Regions from separate parts of the Ovis aries genome. Here region 2 is linked to region 1. Evidence: chromatin contacts called from public Hi-C data. All regions are on one chromosome and are shown on one strand. Each heading gives the region's core, a stretch centred on a gene start, on an enhancer-like site or on the middle of the called end of the contact. The rest is flanking DNA. Distances are from core to core; before and after follow the strand shown. Region 1 has its middle 25 kb from the start of TRNAS-GGA. Region 2 overlaps RNF144B (ring finger protein 144B).

Evidence for each region. Hi-C and Micro-C count contacts between places; a contact is called where the count stands out from the background.
Region 2: a contact with region 1 is called in a Hi-C map of blood, with 7 times the contacts expected there. The contact joins two enhancer-like sites. A contact is called at or near these places in 14 of 16 Hi-C or Micro-C datasets (blood, hypothalamus, liver and 6 more).

The regions. Positions count from the first base shown.
Region 1 is chr20:38,432,271-38,438,834 of ARS-UI_Ramb_v3.0, reverse strand. No RefSeq gene overlaps it. Among named protein-coding and RNA genes, the nearest start is that of TRNAS-GGA, 25 kb to the right of the region's middle. Within about 2 kb of position 4,149, at least 7 of the 54 cell types and tissues checked have an H3K27ac peak or open chromatin away from gene starts, as enhancers often do.
Region 2 is chr20:38,569,098-38,575,661 of ARS-UI_Ramb_v3.0, reverse strand. All of the region lies in intron 1 of RNF144B (ring finger protein 144B), which reads left to right. Among named protein-coding and RNA genes, the nearest start is that of RNF144B, 38 kb to the left of the region's middle. Within about 2 kb of position 3,926, at least 3 of the 54 cell types and tissues checked have an H3K27ac peak or open chromatin away from gene starts, as enhancers often do.

The DNA.
Region 1 (6,564 bases), core at 2,900-5,399:
GGATGACATGGATGTCATTCAACCTGGATTCTAGTTGTGACTCAAACCAGCATGCAGTATTTGAAATTTAATCTCCTTATCTGTGAAATAGGGCTCCTAATAACATCTGCCCAATCTATCTCAGTAGAGAAGGCAATGGCAACCCACTCCAGTATTCCTGCCTGGAAAATTCCATGGACAGAGGAGCCTGGCAGACTACAGTCCATGGGGTCGCAAAGAGTTGGACACGACTGAGCGACTAAACCACCGCCAATATACCTCAGGGGCTTCCCTGGTGGCTCAGTGGGTAAAGATGAAAGGCATGAGGCACAGGAGATGCTGGTTCTGAGCTCTGGGTTGGGAAGACCCCCTGGAGGAGGGCATGGCAACCCACTCCAATATTCTTGTCTGGAGAATCCCATGGACAGAGGAGCCTGGTGGGCTACAGTCCATGGGGTCACAAAGAGACCGACATGACTAAACACGCAGGCAGGCAGTCTACCTCACAAATCAGGAATGAAGCAAGACAGTAATAGATGCAAAAGATTTGATAAAGGTAGGGCTTAGCAGGAGCAGCAGAAGGTTTTACAGAAGTATAGGGCATTGTTATTTTCTTTTCCTTTGTAGTCCCATTTAGTCACACAGTTGAAGGATTGCGTGTCAATTTCCAATTAGTGGCAGGTGGAACCCGCAGAGAGGGAAACTGGTGAGGCAGGAACCTGTTTGTAAGGGACTCGTGCATTTACGAAGTTTGGTATCTGTGTGTCCTGGCACCAAACTCCAGGAGGATTGCAAGGGTGGACTCTATGTGAGTCTCTGTGCATGTATACACAGAAGTATATGTAAGTATATGTATACCTATATATACAGGTATGTAAATATGTGTATATCTGTATACGCAGGTATGTAAATATATGTATACCCATATACACAGGTATGTATGTAAATGTACATATACATATACATTTCAAAGGCATCTATCTGGGCCTTTGGAAGCACAGCTATGCCAGGGCAGCACTATGACTCATGGAAAAAGATCACTAGGGCACAGTTGTCCCTGGGCAGCAGTGACCGCAGCCTCTACTTTGCACTGACAGGGCTCTGGTCTGTTCTTTTAAAATAAAAAATTATTTATTTGGCTGTGCTGGGTCTTAGCTGCCACATAAGGAAACTTTAGTGGCAGCGTGTGGTGATCAAACTTAGACCTCCTGCACTGGGAGTGTGGCCTTTTAGCCACTGGACCACCAGGGAAGTCCCTGGATATGTTCTTAACTGAATAAGCTTCAGGTCTTGTTTTTTTTTGCCTTTGGATAACTTGTTTGGAAGTTATCTTTAGGTGTGTGATATAGTAGGGGAGGGGAATTTGGGGAGTGAGTTGCCCTAGAGACGAGAGGAAGGGGGAGGGCATTCCCAGCTCTCAGATGAATGCATTTCCCATGGATGTGGAAAAGAGTTTTAAGAGGGGCCACTGACAGAACTGTACCCTCAGAAATGGTTGGCTTTTCTTAATAACTCTCTCCAATTCCTACTCCCATTTAAAAACTCCTCCTCCGCGTGGAAACACTCAGGACTGGAAGGTGTTCAGGTGTTTCATTCCTGTTTTAGGGCAGAAGATCCCTCCCCAGGCCTTGGACTCTCCCCAGCGGGGACGGAGTGCCAGCTCTTACAAAGGCTTCGCTGTGTGGTGATCCAACGGGCTGGCCCAGGACCCGGCATGGCAGCTCTGTTGGGGGCCAAAGAGGAAGCCCAAGTAGGAATGGCCTAATGGGAGGAAAGGGTGTTGGCGGGCATATGGTTAAATCATAGTAGGGTGTGTCGGTGAAAACCCAAAGAGTATGTGGCGGTGAAAGGAGGATGTCTTTTACGACAGCGTGGAGTGCCCTTTTACGTGAGCTGCCCTCAGCGAGGGCTAAGAACTCTGGAACCAAGAACTTGGTTTTACTGCCCCAATCTGTTGCTTTCTAGAAGTCTTCTTTCTTCCCCCATCTCATGGTCTTTCAAGGTATCTAATGTCCAAGGTTGAGTCTGGATATGGAAATGGTACTCTGGGTTCTGTTGGGCTCAGGGTGGGATTTGTCCTGATGTGTGTTAAGGGGATTGGGAGCAGAGATAGTACTTCTGTCTTTGGTCTCCTTCCCCCAGCCCCCAGTGATAGTGAGGCCACCAGTACTGGCTGTAGATATGATTTGCCTTTGGTTCCCACGGGAAGAATGAGGGCCTGGAGGTGTAGGTGTGGGGCCTTAGGGCATTTCCATGGCACTGTCATTCTGGTCTTCAGGTTCTTCTTCCATAGTTTTCAGAACAATTCTTGGGTTGCTGGGAGCCAGGGGTTTGCTTTTGGTTCTGAATCCTGCTGCCAGTTAGTCCTGTTGTTAGGGGAAGCACACTGACTGGAACCGCCCACCCTGGCCAGGCACCATAGTAACCATTTGCATGAGCTGTTTTACGACAGGAGATTCTGGTAAGGAACAGGGAACTAATAAGCCTCGGAAGAGTTCGGGAAATGTCAAAAGGAGACACCACAGGTCTGACCACTTCCCAGAATCCTTCTCTCTGGCATCCATCTTGGCTGAACGAGGTGTGTACCACCAGGAAGGACTCTGAATCAGAATGACTGGCTAAAGACAACCCGGAAAGTTATCCCATCACCATAAAACCCAGAGACTGCAAGCCGTGTGACAGCTGTTTTGGGTTCCCTTCCCCTACTACTCTCCACCTGGGTGCCCTTTCCCAATAAAATCTCTTGCTTTGTCAGCAGATGTGTTTCCTCAGACAATTCATTTCCGAATGTTAGACAAGAGCCCAGTTTCGGACCCTGGAAGAGGTTCCCTTTCCTGCAATACTGTGTCCTCAGGTATTTCACTGTATCTCATTTTTCTCCCTTTGACTGTCAGATGGGAATGCTTTTAAATTATAAATTAGTGTAGAAAGTTGTAGTTCTAGTACTAACATGGTGATTAGCTTGACTTCTGTTGAGCATGTGTATTTAGGGAGGGAGGAAGATGTCAACATTTAGTTTAGTGTCAGAAAGAAAGCTCCTCTAAAGTTAAAAGTGTGATTGCTAAGGGGTAAAGAGGAAAGGAAAGCAGAGAGTATAATCTGTTGCATAGACCAGAGAGAAAAAGTTGGAGGTTGGAGGGCAGAAGGAGAAAAAGCTGACTGGGTCTTCTGTTAAAAGCTATGAGAGATGACTTGGCTGGTATGAAGAGATGGTAACAAAATCTCTCCACAATGCCTCACATTCAGCCATTAGAGATTTATTCCTTTGGATGAAACACTGTCATTATAAAATGTAGATGTGTCTGGAATGGGTAACATGTTAAGCTATTTACTCCTTTTTTTTCTGTTCATTTTCCAACCTGACAGGGACAAACTGTGTAAAAGTGATGGTATAAGATTATCTGTGAAAGAGAAGTTAAATCAGGGTATGGAGGAGGAGGAAGACTTTAGAGACTTCACTTGCTTCACCGTTTTGTTTTAGGACTGAGGTTCACTTGGAGTTTGCTGAGACGATAGGGAATGAGCGTGCGGAGGCTTCTGCCTGAGACTGCAATTAAGTTCAGGGGTGACGCTTTAACCAGAGAGTGAGGAGAACAAATCTCTGGTGTCTAGAAACTGAATAACACTTCTGTTCCCTCACTGTGTGCTGTTGAGTGTGTTGGCCAAGCTCAATGGAAACACTGCATTCCCGGGCAGAGCTCCTCATGCCTTCTGCCGAGAAACTGCTTCTCCCTCCACAGCCTGCTTTGCCTCAGGACCAGCTCTGATCTTAGGGGGAAATGCGTGCAAGTGGCAATTAACAGATAACCCGGCACAGTCCACAGAAGCCTGTCGAATCCATTATGGAGGCTGGTTCTCACCCATTCCTCTCTGGGAGCTAGATGAGATTCTGGACCTAATTAGTACTTGAAGAAGTGAGAACTCTTGAGAGTTGCTGGGAAAATCGTGAAGTTGCCTTGAAGCCACATGGCTCGCTCCTCGCAGCTAAATCAGAGTGTTGAGGTGCTTCTTTGGTTAGAATATCAGTGAATTTTTGTTTCTTTAGCTCCTCTCCGAGGAAAATGATACCTAGGAGGGCAGATTCGAGGCACTATCTGTGAAACGCCCAGACGCTTTGATGAGAAAGGAGACACCGTGAGCCGAGGATGCTTGTATGGTTTTCTGGTGCCATCTAGCGTCTCCCTGGAGGAATGGCAGAGGCGTGACTCGGTCATGAAAGGACCCTGGCGGCAGCAAAGTGAGTCTTTGAGGTGCCAGAGTTTAGTTTCTCTTAAACTGGGCTCTGTGGGTCATTGTGTTTATTTCCAGAGGTTTGAGAGAATTGTTTTATTTAAAACCTGCCTTCTTCCAGAGGTACTTCTTTGGGATTGGGAGGAAAGTTCCGATGAACAAATTCATGGCACGTAATAGTATTCATTTTACCCAGGGATCGTTGCATATCAAAAGGGCTACAGAGAAAGGACAATAGTTTACCCCAAGAAAGAGACCCTTTTAATAGATGCTGTATCCCTTGAGGGTAAGGACCAAGTTGGTTATGTCTATACCACCAGCCTAGCAAACACTGGCCACGTAGTAGATACCAGTGAGTATATGATAGCACCACAGTAGTGTCTGCATGCCCCTGGTGGCTCAGACGGTAAAGCGTCTGTCTATCAGTGCGGGAGACCTGGGTTCGATTCCTGGGTCGGTAAGATTCCCTGGAGAAGGAAATGGCAACCCACTCCAGTACTCCAGTACTCTTGCCTAGAAAATCCTATGGACGGAGAAGCCTGGTGCAGGCTACAGTCCATGGGATCGCAAAGAGTCGGACACGACTGAGGATTTCACTTCAGCGTCTGGATGAGCAAGATGTACACCCTGTTTACTAGAGGTATTCGCAGATAATTGGTGAATTATGGGATTCTTCGCTTATTTGTACAGAGGCAAGTAGCCTGAGTGGGCTTGCCTGGTGGATCAGACCATAAAGAATCTGCCTGCAATGCAGGAGACTTGGGTTCGATCCCTCAGTTGGGAAGATTCCCCTGGAGAAGGAGAAGGAAATGGCAACCCACTCCAGTATTCTTGCCTGGAGAATTCCACAGACAGAGGAGCCTGGTGGGCTACAGTCCATGGGGTTGCAAAGAGTCGGACACGACTGAATGACTAACACACGTTCACTGGTATTTTAAGTGTTGGGGGGAGGGCTATAACTTTGAGGCAAATATCAACTTGGTTCTTTTCTAGAAATAGCGTTGAATTTCTATTTTAAAGGATAGTTTAGTTCAGTTCAGTCGCTCAGTTGTGTCTGACTCTTTGCGACCCCATGAATCGCAGCACGCCAGGCCTCCCTGTTCATCACCATCTCCCGGAGTTCACTCAGACTCACGTCCATCGAGTCCGTGATGCCATCCAGCCATCTCATCCTCGGTCGTCCCCTTCTCTGAAAAGGAAAGAACATTTAAGGCATAAAACAGAGAGAATGTAAGAAATTCATTTTTAAGCCCCATCCCTAAAACTGGAATTAGCATTAGAGTCAGGGGTGCTAGTTGAGGGATAGAGCAGGCTTGGGCCTTAATTTTAGAATGGTTTCCACTGAGACAGAGCTTTCTGAGATACAACTCTTGCCTCTTAAGGGTGAGCTTCAGAAAAGATACTTGGGAAAAAATATGTCTGACCCTTGAATACTGGTTTGAACCGTGCAGGCCCACTTTCATGCGGAGTTTTTAATTGTAAACACTACAGGATCCCAGGTTGGTTGTATCTGCAGATGCAGAACCTTGGTTCCAGAGGAACTGAATGTGCAGATGGCTGGTTATACTAAGTTATACTCACGTTTGCTGCTGTGTACAGGGTTGGTGTCTCTGACTTTCTTGCATGTTCTGAGTCAACTGCAGTTTGCTCTTTAGACTTTTTTCCCCCCTCTCTTTAGACATTTTGATTCTTGCTCTTGGTGACCCTATGTATAAGTCATCACTAAATATCTGCAGCCCTAGATTTCACCTGGCTGCTTACTGTTGAGCCGTGGTGGGGTGTGCAGCTGTGTCTGCTGACGTTCATTCTAACATCCACATGGGAAGGTACCAGCTTTGAGCTTTTCTGTCAGGAAGTGGGAGTCAATCGAAGGAGGCAGAGTGGTCTAAAGTAAGAGTGATGATACTTACTTTTCATTTCTACTTCCTTTTTACGTTTGCTTTTAGCAATCGCTATGTGCATGAAAATGTATGTGAGTCAGAATGTGCTTTTACATGTGACTGTTTAAAGGAAATTGGTTAGTTCTTTTGAAAAACAAAGAGTCCTTTTACAAAGTAAATAATCACACAGCTCAACTTGATAATTTATGAGTTGGCCAAAATACATTCATTAAGGGTCCCTCTTGTTACATACATGTTCCCATGTTTAAAGTATTACAGAAATTCATTTAGTCCTTCAACAAAAAATGGATTAGCTTGTAGATATTTGAGGCAAAAATGCATGTCCTTTATTAAAAAAGTATAAATCATGAATAAACTTTCAGATCAACCCTCCAAAAGCTATTAAAGCCGTGAGGTAGGTTAAGTAATAAAATTTGTAACTGAAGCAAGTAAAATGAATACAGCTGAAATAGTC
Region 2 (6,564 bases), core at 2,677-5,176, 140 kb before region 1:
CTTTGTCACCTGCTAGAAAATACTCACACAAGCACTGTTCCCCAACCTCAGACTTCCCTGGAAGCAATAATGATGGTCAGATGTTTATATTCATTGACTTTGCTGCTAGGATTCAGTCTAGATAAACAGTAAGAGGCCAAAAAACTCACTGGAGATTTTCATTTAAGTCCAATTAGTTTATTTCTGAGGTTATGAAAACACCTGGGGTGAACGTTTGCCAGACAGATATAAGCCCTCGCTGCCTTCAGATATTTGAGACAAGACAACTTAGGGATCTGGCATTTGACTAAATATTGTTACGGCACAGTTTAGATCTCCAAGAATTCTCTGACATTCCTAACTGAGTTCTGCTTCTAAAATAAACACATTGAATGGGGTACCCTTGACATGGAAAAATGAAATGTTAGCAACATTCATCTCCGTTGGAAGGAGAATGATTTGGTTGGTGGAGTTATACGACTCCTGTTGTATAGACACATAAAAAGTGACTCTTCGCACATTTCTCATTGGTAACATTTTCAGTAATCTTTTGTGTGTGTGTGCATGTCTGTGTGTGTGTGTGTTTGCGTGCCATGTATCAGCAGGTGCCTCTGTGAGATCATGCTTCAAGTTGACAGTCGCATACATGCAGTAACTCCTGCCTGCTAACTCTTTTCAGATCTTGGAAGTTTTTGACACTTTGTAGTTCTCCATCTGTGTTGGTGAAATCAAAATGAAGGTGATCCCAAGGGAAACTTCAATCTCTTGGCAATTTCTTCATGACTCAACGTCTGAGCTGCACCTTGGGAATAGCAGGCAGTGTAGGGGAAGGGGGGTACCCTGAGGCTGAACTAGAGAGGAGGGAAGGCAGGGGTTGGGATATGTCTCACTCCAGGGAACCTGGGCACATAGGCCAGGGTATCATCCTAGAAGGTTTGGAGGGCAGGAAGACGCTGCCCATCCATTCATTAGACCTGTACTGAGTGCCTAGTTTGAGGCAGATGCTATGATTGGTGACGTGAATGTACAAGTGTTTCCTTCAAGCTTTTCCCCCCGCAAACTTTAAACTTCTTATTTTGTATTGGAGGAGAGCCAATTCACATTGTTGAGGCGGTTTCAGGCGCACACTGAAGGGACTTCGCCATACATATACACGTATCCTTTCTCCCCCAAACTCCCCGCCTATCCAGGCCGGCATATAACATTGAGTAGAGTTCCATGTGCTATACAGTAAGACCCTTGTTGGTTATCCATGTTGAATACAGCAGTGTGATTTTCCACCTCCCCAAATTCCCTAATTATTTCTTCCCTGCCGCACCCATAAGTTTATTTTGTAAATCTATGAGTATCTTTCTGTTTTATAAGTAAGTTCCTTTGTATCATTTCTTTTTAGATTCCATGTATAAAGGATGTCATACAATATTTCTGCTTTTCTGACTTACTTCACTCAGTATTGCATTCTCTAGGTCCATCCACGGGGCTCCGAATGACATTATTTCATTATTTTTAACGGCTGACTAATACTCCATTTGTATATATGTACCATATCTTCTTTATCCAATCCTCTGTTCCTTTGAGCTTTTTAAGGACCAGTTGGTGAAACAAACATTGATATAAATCACGATGAAATCATAAATGCTAAGAGAGCCACGGGAGCCCCAGGGTTCAGGTTATGAGGAGATGACCTTACTAATATGCTGATGCCCAGCGTCTTTCAAGGGAGGACACGGGTTCCAGGTAGACAGCAGGCTTTCCCAGGTGTGGATGGAGGGAACATCGACCCTGGTCCTGTCTGCTCTGGGGTCCAGGGGCAGATATACCTTGGGGAAAGCAGAAGTGCCTTCAAGAGATGGAGCTCTCAGTTCTTTCAACACATCCTAAAGTCTTTGATGGACACGTTGGCTTGGGTTCAAGATAGTATTTCCTAAACCCATTTTTGCTGTTCCTTAGAGAACCTTTGTGTGCTTAAGGAGTACAAACCTTTCTTCAGTCATTTATCCCAAAATTTATTTTACTGCTTGTCCTTAAAAATAACACTGGGGGGGAAGAGACGAGTCCAATGGCTATCAATATTTCCACTGTCCTTTTTAACAAGATCATTTTTTAGCTTCTCAGTCAAGTCTCTCTTAGTTGCAGGTGACTGAGATTCCATTCAAATTAGCAGATGCAAAAAAGGGAATTTGTGGGCTCACATAATTGGAAAGTCTTAGGGGGTGGACAGAGATTTGAACAGGGCCGTGAACTCTCTCCATGTCCCTCAGCTGTACCCACTTCTGCTTAGTTTTGGATCCTCAGTTCAGTTTAGTTCAGTCGCTTAGTCGTGTCTGACTCTTTGTGACCCCATGGACTGCAGCCCGCCAGGCCTCCCTGACCATCACCAACTCCCGGAGCTTGCTCAAACTCATGTCCATCGAGCCGGTGATGCCATCCAACCATCTCATCCTTTGTCATCCCCTTCTCCTCCTGCTTTCAGTCTTTCCCAGCATCAGGGTCTTTTCCAATGAGTCAGTTAAAAGAAAATTATATCTTTCACGAGGATTGTAGCGAGGTGCAGAACTCTGTTTGGATTAGCATGTACCAGAGGGCTGGCTGGTGTTTTGGCCACTATAGTAAAAAGTGATGAAAAAACTGTCAAGAAAATTATAAAATGTAAATTCATTCCTCTATTTTTGTGGGGCAAAAGTGTCGAACACTGGGAATTAAAAAATGTCCCAGGTCAGCAATGAGCAAGGAATTGATGATGATGACCTGACTCAGATAAAATAAGAACAGCAACTTACCTTGATGCTTGGCTTTTTCCTTGCCATTTCCAGTGGCCTGGGAGGGGTGTGATTTATCACTGTTCACCCCACCTGTCCCCCAGTTCCTTGTCTCCAAAACTCAGGGACTGGGAGAGTAACTTGATTTCACAGTGGAAGAGTTGGGGGTGAGTGTTGAGGTAGGGAGAACGCCTGTTACTTATTCACACTTGAATGTGAATTCATGTCACCTTCTGGTTCTCCAGCATCCTCAACAGAATTAAGCAGATAGGACTTACGCAGTTGGAGTCCAGGGTGGGGTAAGTTCTGGAGTACAGGTACAGCAGCCTTATTCAGACACCTGCAAGGCCCCAGGCATGTGGGGAGAAGGAAGGAGAGAAGAGGGAGCTGGGGTTACGAGGAGGTGGTGGGATGAGCCAGCCCTGCTCTCGGTGGTCTTCACCAGCACCAGTCAGGACACCTCCTTTTGCTCACTGTCATTTAAAGCCTCTTAGGTGGCTAGCCCACCTGGAGTCTTGCAATGGTGTGGGGAGAACTGGATTAAAAAAATAATAATAATTTGTATTTATTTCTGGCTGTGTTGAGTCTTTGTTGCTGCGTGAGCTTTTATCTAGTTGCAATGAGTAGGGGACACTCTTGAGCTGTGCGGGCTTCTCATGGCAGCGGCTTCTCTTGGTGCAGAGCTCTAGAACGTTCGGGCTTCTGTAGTTGTGGCAAGTGTGCTCAGTAGTTGCGGCTCCTGGGCTCTAGAGCCGCAGGATCAGTAGTTGTGGCACACAGGCTCCGTTGCTCTGTGGCCTGTGGGAGCCGCCCGGACCAGGGATCGAACCCATGTCTCCTGCATTGTTGGCAGGTTCTTAACCACGGAACCACCAGGGAAGCCCTAGGAGAGCTGGGTTTTGCAGCCTCCTTCCTTTCTTCTTTGCAGATTCTCTGGGGATAGAGACGTGGAAGAAGTTTCCGAGGCTGCCTCTGGGTCAAGCAGCGCAAAACAGAAGCTCTTTGTGGATGTGGTTTCTGTTCTGCTCAGCCGTCCTCACACGTTCACTTGGAGCTCTGAGCTTCCCTGGCCGTGACTCTGAAGGACCTTCCACATCGGTTTCCATACTCACAGCCCCTGTCGAAGCAGGCGGGGCTCTTTCCACCTCACTGCTCTGCTCTGTTAGCTATTTCACACTGGACTGGTGGTGAAGAGGCAGTCAGCCTTGGCTGTAGTTTGCGAGGGGTGGGGACAGGAAGGAGGTTTCTGGGTCTGTGTTGCTGACCTAATTCCACATTATGTTTTCATAGAATGAGTTGATTATTTTTATATCACTTACTGGTAAGTGAATGACCTGCACTCCTTTCAATTTTTCCATGTCCCAACTTCCAGTTCCCGACCACATTTTACACGCACTTGAAAATTCCCTTCTTAGGACCTTTTCTTGTAAGCACGTAGGAACAATATTGCCTGCTTATTGTTGGAACAGCAACTTTGCTGCCAGTATTATAAAACCCTCATCTTACATGTAATTTGTATGAGGAATAAGTTAATATTTATTGTCAAGGCTTTAAAGCAGCTGTGTTCATCATGCTGCATTTTAATATTTAATGGACCAATGGAATCTTTTCAGTTTAATCACCTTCCTTGAAGTGATTAATATGCATCACTTAATCCGGCTTTCTTTCACCAACTCTGAAAACTGGTTCCTTGTTAAACGAGTTAGTTATTTGTTCCCTAAAGTTATATTCACTGTGTACTTTTTGTGTTTGACATAGCTTTTTATGTTTCAAGTTCAATGAAAAAAAAAGTCATTTTGAGAGTATATGTTCTCTTTGTATTTTGAAACTGGGATGCTCCTGTTAATTTGATGTTAGGCTGAGCATCAGAGAGACTTTCCAAGTTCAAGTTCAAACTCACAAGCATCATGGCTTTCTTTTTTCTAAAACTTGCTCACTTATGCCCCATTTCTGCTGGTATGACATAATAAAAAACCTCACTTTTTGAGTGTAAATTTGATTTTTGTTTCCCTTCCCTGCTTTTCAGTAAACTTTGTGATTCTTTTCAGTCTTAAACTTTAAGTGAGAATAATAACTCCATGAAGTGTGGCTTTTAAAAATGTTTAATAGACAAGACGTTATTATTTAAAAGTTGATTGTAAAAATTAAAACCATTAAAAAATGATTATTATGGCAGCATTAATTTCCTCCTGTTACATGTATTGTTAGTGTGATTGATTTACCTTTGTGAGACCTACATTAAAAATAAATAAGTGCATTTAGTAAAACTTCGAAAACAATTTCCCATCACCCACAGGAAGAATCCATTTGTTTTACAAGAAGTGATAAGTGTATTTTGTAAGAAATAGAATTTTAAGTTTATTTACTATCAGGTATTTTTTTTGTGTACTAAATATGCAATATAGTATTTGTGTTTCCTGTTGCAAAAGTAAAAAAAAATAGTAGTGGAGAAAGTAGAAAAAAAGCTTTTGAGTATCTGCCCTTTGTTCTGAATGTATTTTCCTTTATTGTAGATGTATTAACTGAGTAGATTACTCTAATTACATAGTTCATGTTTGTAGCAGCCTTGACTAATTCAGTTTAAAATCAGATTAAAACAAAACTTTCTTCTTCTTGTGTGTCCAAACCCATAATTTAGACTGTTCTGAACTTTTAAAAGACTGCTTAGCCAGTTTTTTTCCTCCAACCACAATTTGAGATAATTTCCTTAAAAAGCAAGAAAATTGTGCCACATTCAAAGATCCTAGAATGTGGATCCTAGCTGTTTAGGGATTGTTTCTGTTGATGGGGAGAAATTAAGTGGACCACCATGCACTATAAGTAACAGCAAGCACCAGGACTAGAAAGCCGGGGGTGAGTCTTGATTAACTCAGAGAAAGAACTGGCAGAGCCAAATTCTCCATCTTTGGCCTTAGCATTTCAGTGGGTCTTTGTTTCTTATGGACTTTCTCGCCTCCCCCATTTCTTTCTCATCTTTAATTCAGACAAGCATTTGACAGTTTTGATAGTATTTGGATGCCCTCTGAGCTTAGGAAGACATTTTCTTTGGGTTCAGTCCATTGAGTCCATTTAGGTTGCTGTGTTTTCATACTGTGTTCATCAGAAAAACCTTCAGTGGGAGGAAGCACGCAGAGATGTTAAATTCTCTCAAGTTCCTTCTTGAGTCATTTCAGCTGCAGGAGTTTCTCTTCCTTTTGCTACTTAGAGAATTGGGACTTTGGAAGTAGGGATCCTCCTGGCCACAAAACCTCCACTGTCGCTCCAGTCCTGCAAAATATCTTCTCGCTTCCCCATGTAACTTCTGCATTTGCTTTGTGATTTGGTCAATGCTGAAAGGAGGGCTTTGCCTTAAGTAGTTGTTTCCTGGGTTAAAGGTACTCCTGGATAAGGTAATTTGACAAGACATTCACTGGTACTGATGTTATATATTGGAGGGAACCTCCCTGCCTCCTGCCTGATAAAGCACCTCAGTGCTAATCAACCAGGAATTCCTGAATGCTCTTTAACTCATCCTGTGGAACAGCATCGTCAAGTTCTTGAGTTTCTTCCTGATAAAACACCGTCTTTTCAGTTCAGCTCAATCACCATGTCTGTATTTTAGCCTACACATGACGTGTTTTCTTGAATTTGAGTAACATCTTTAAAATTAACATTTATTTTAAAAGTTGTTTTAAAATTAAAGAAAGAAAAAAAAGAATCAATATCACATCAGTGATTTAGTAGTTTCCCCAAACTGTAACTTCTTTAGACATTTCATTTTTGTTAAAATTTCTTATTCAATTATGGTAATATTATTCATCATGTATATAGATAATTCACATCCATT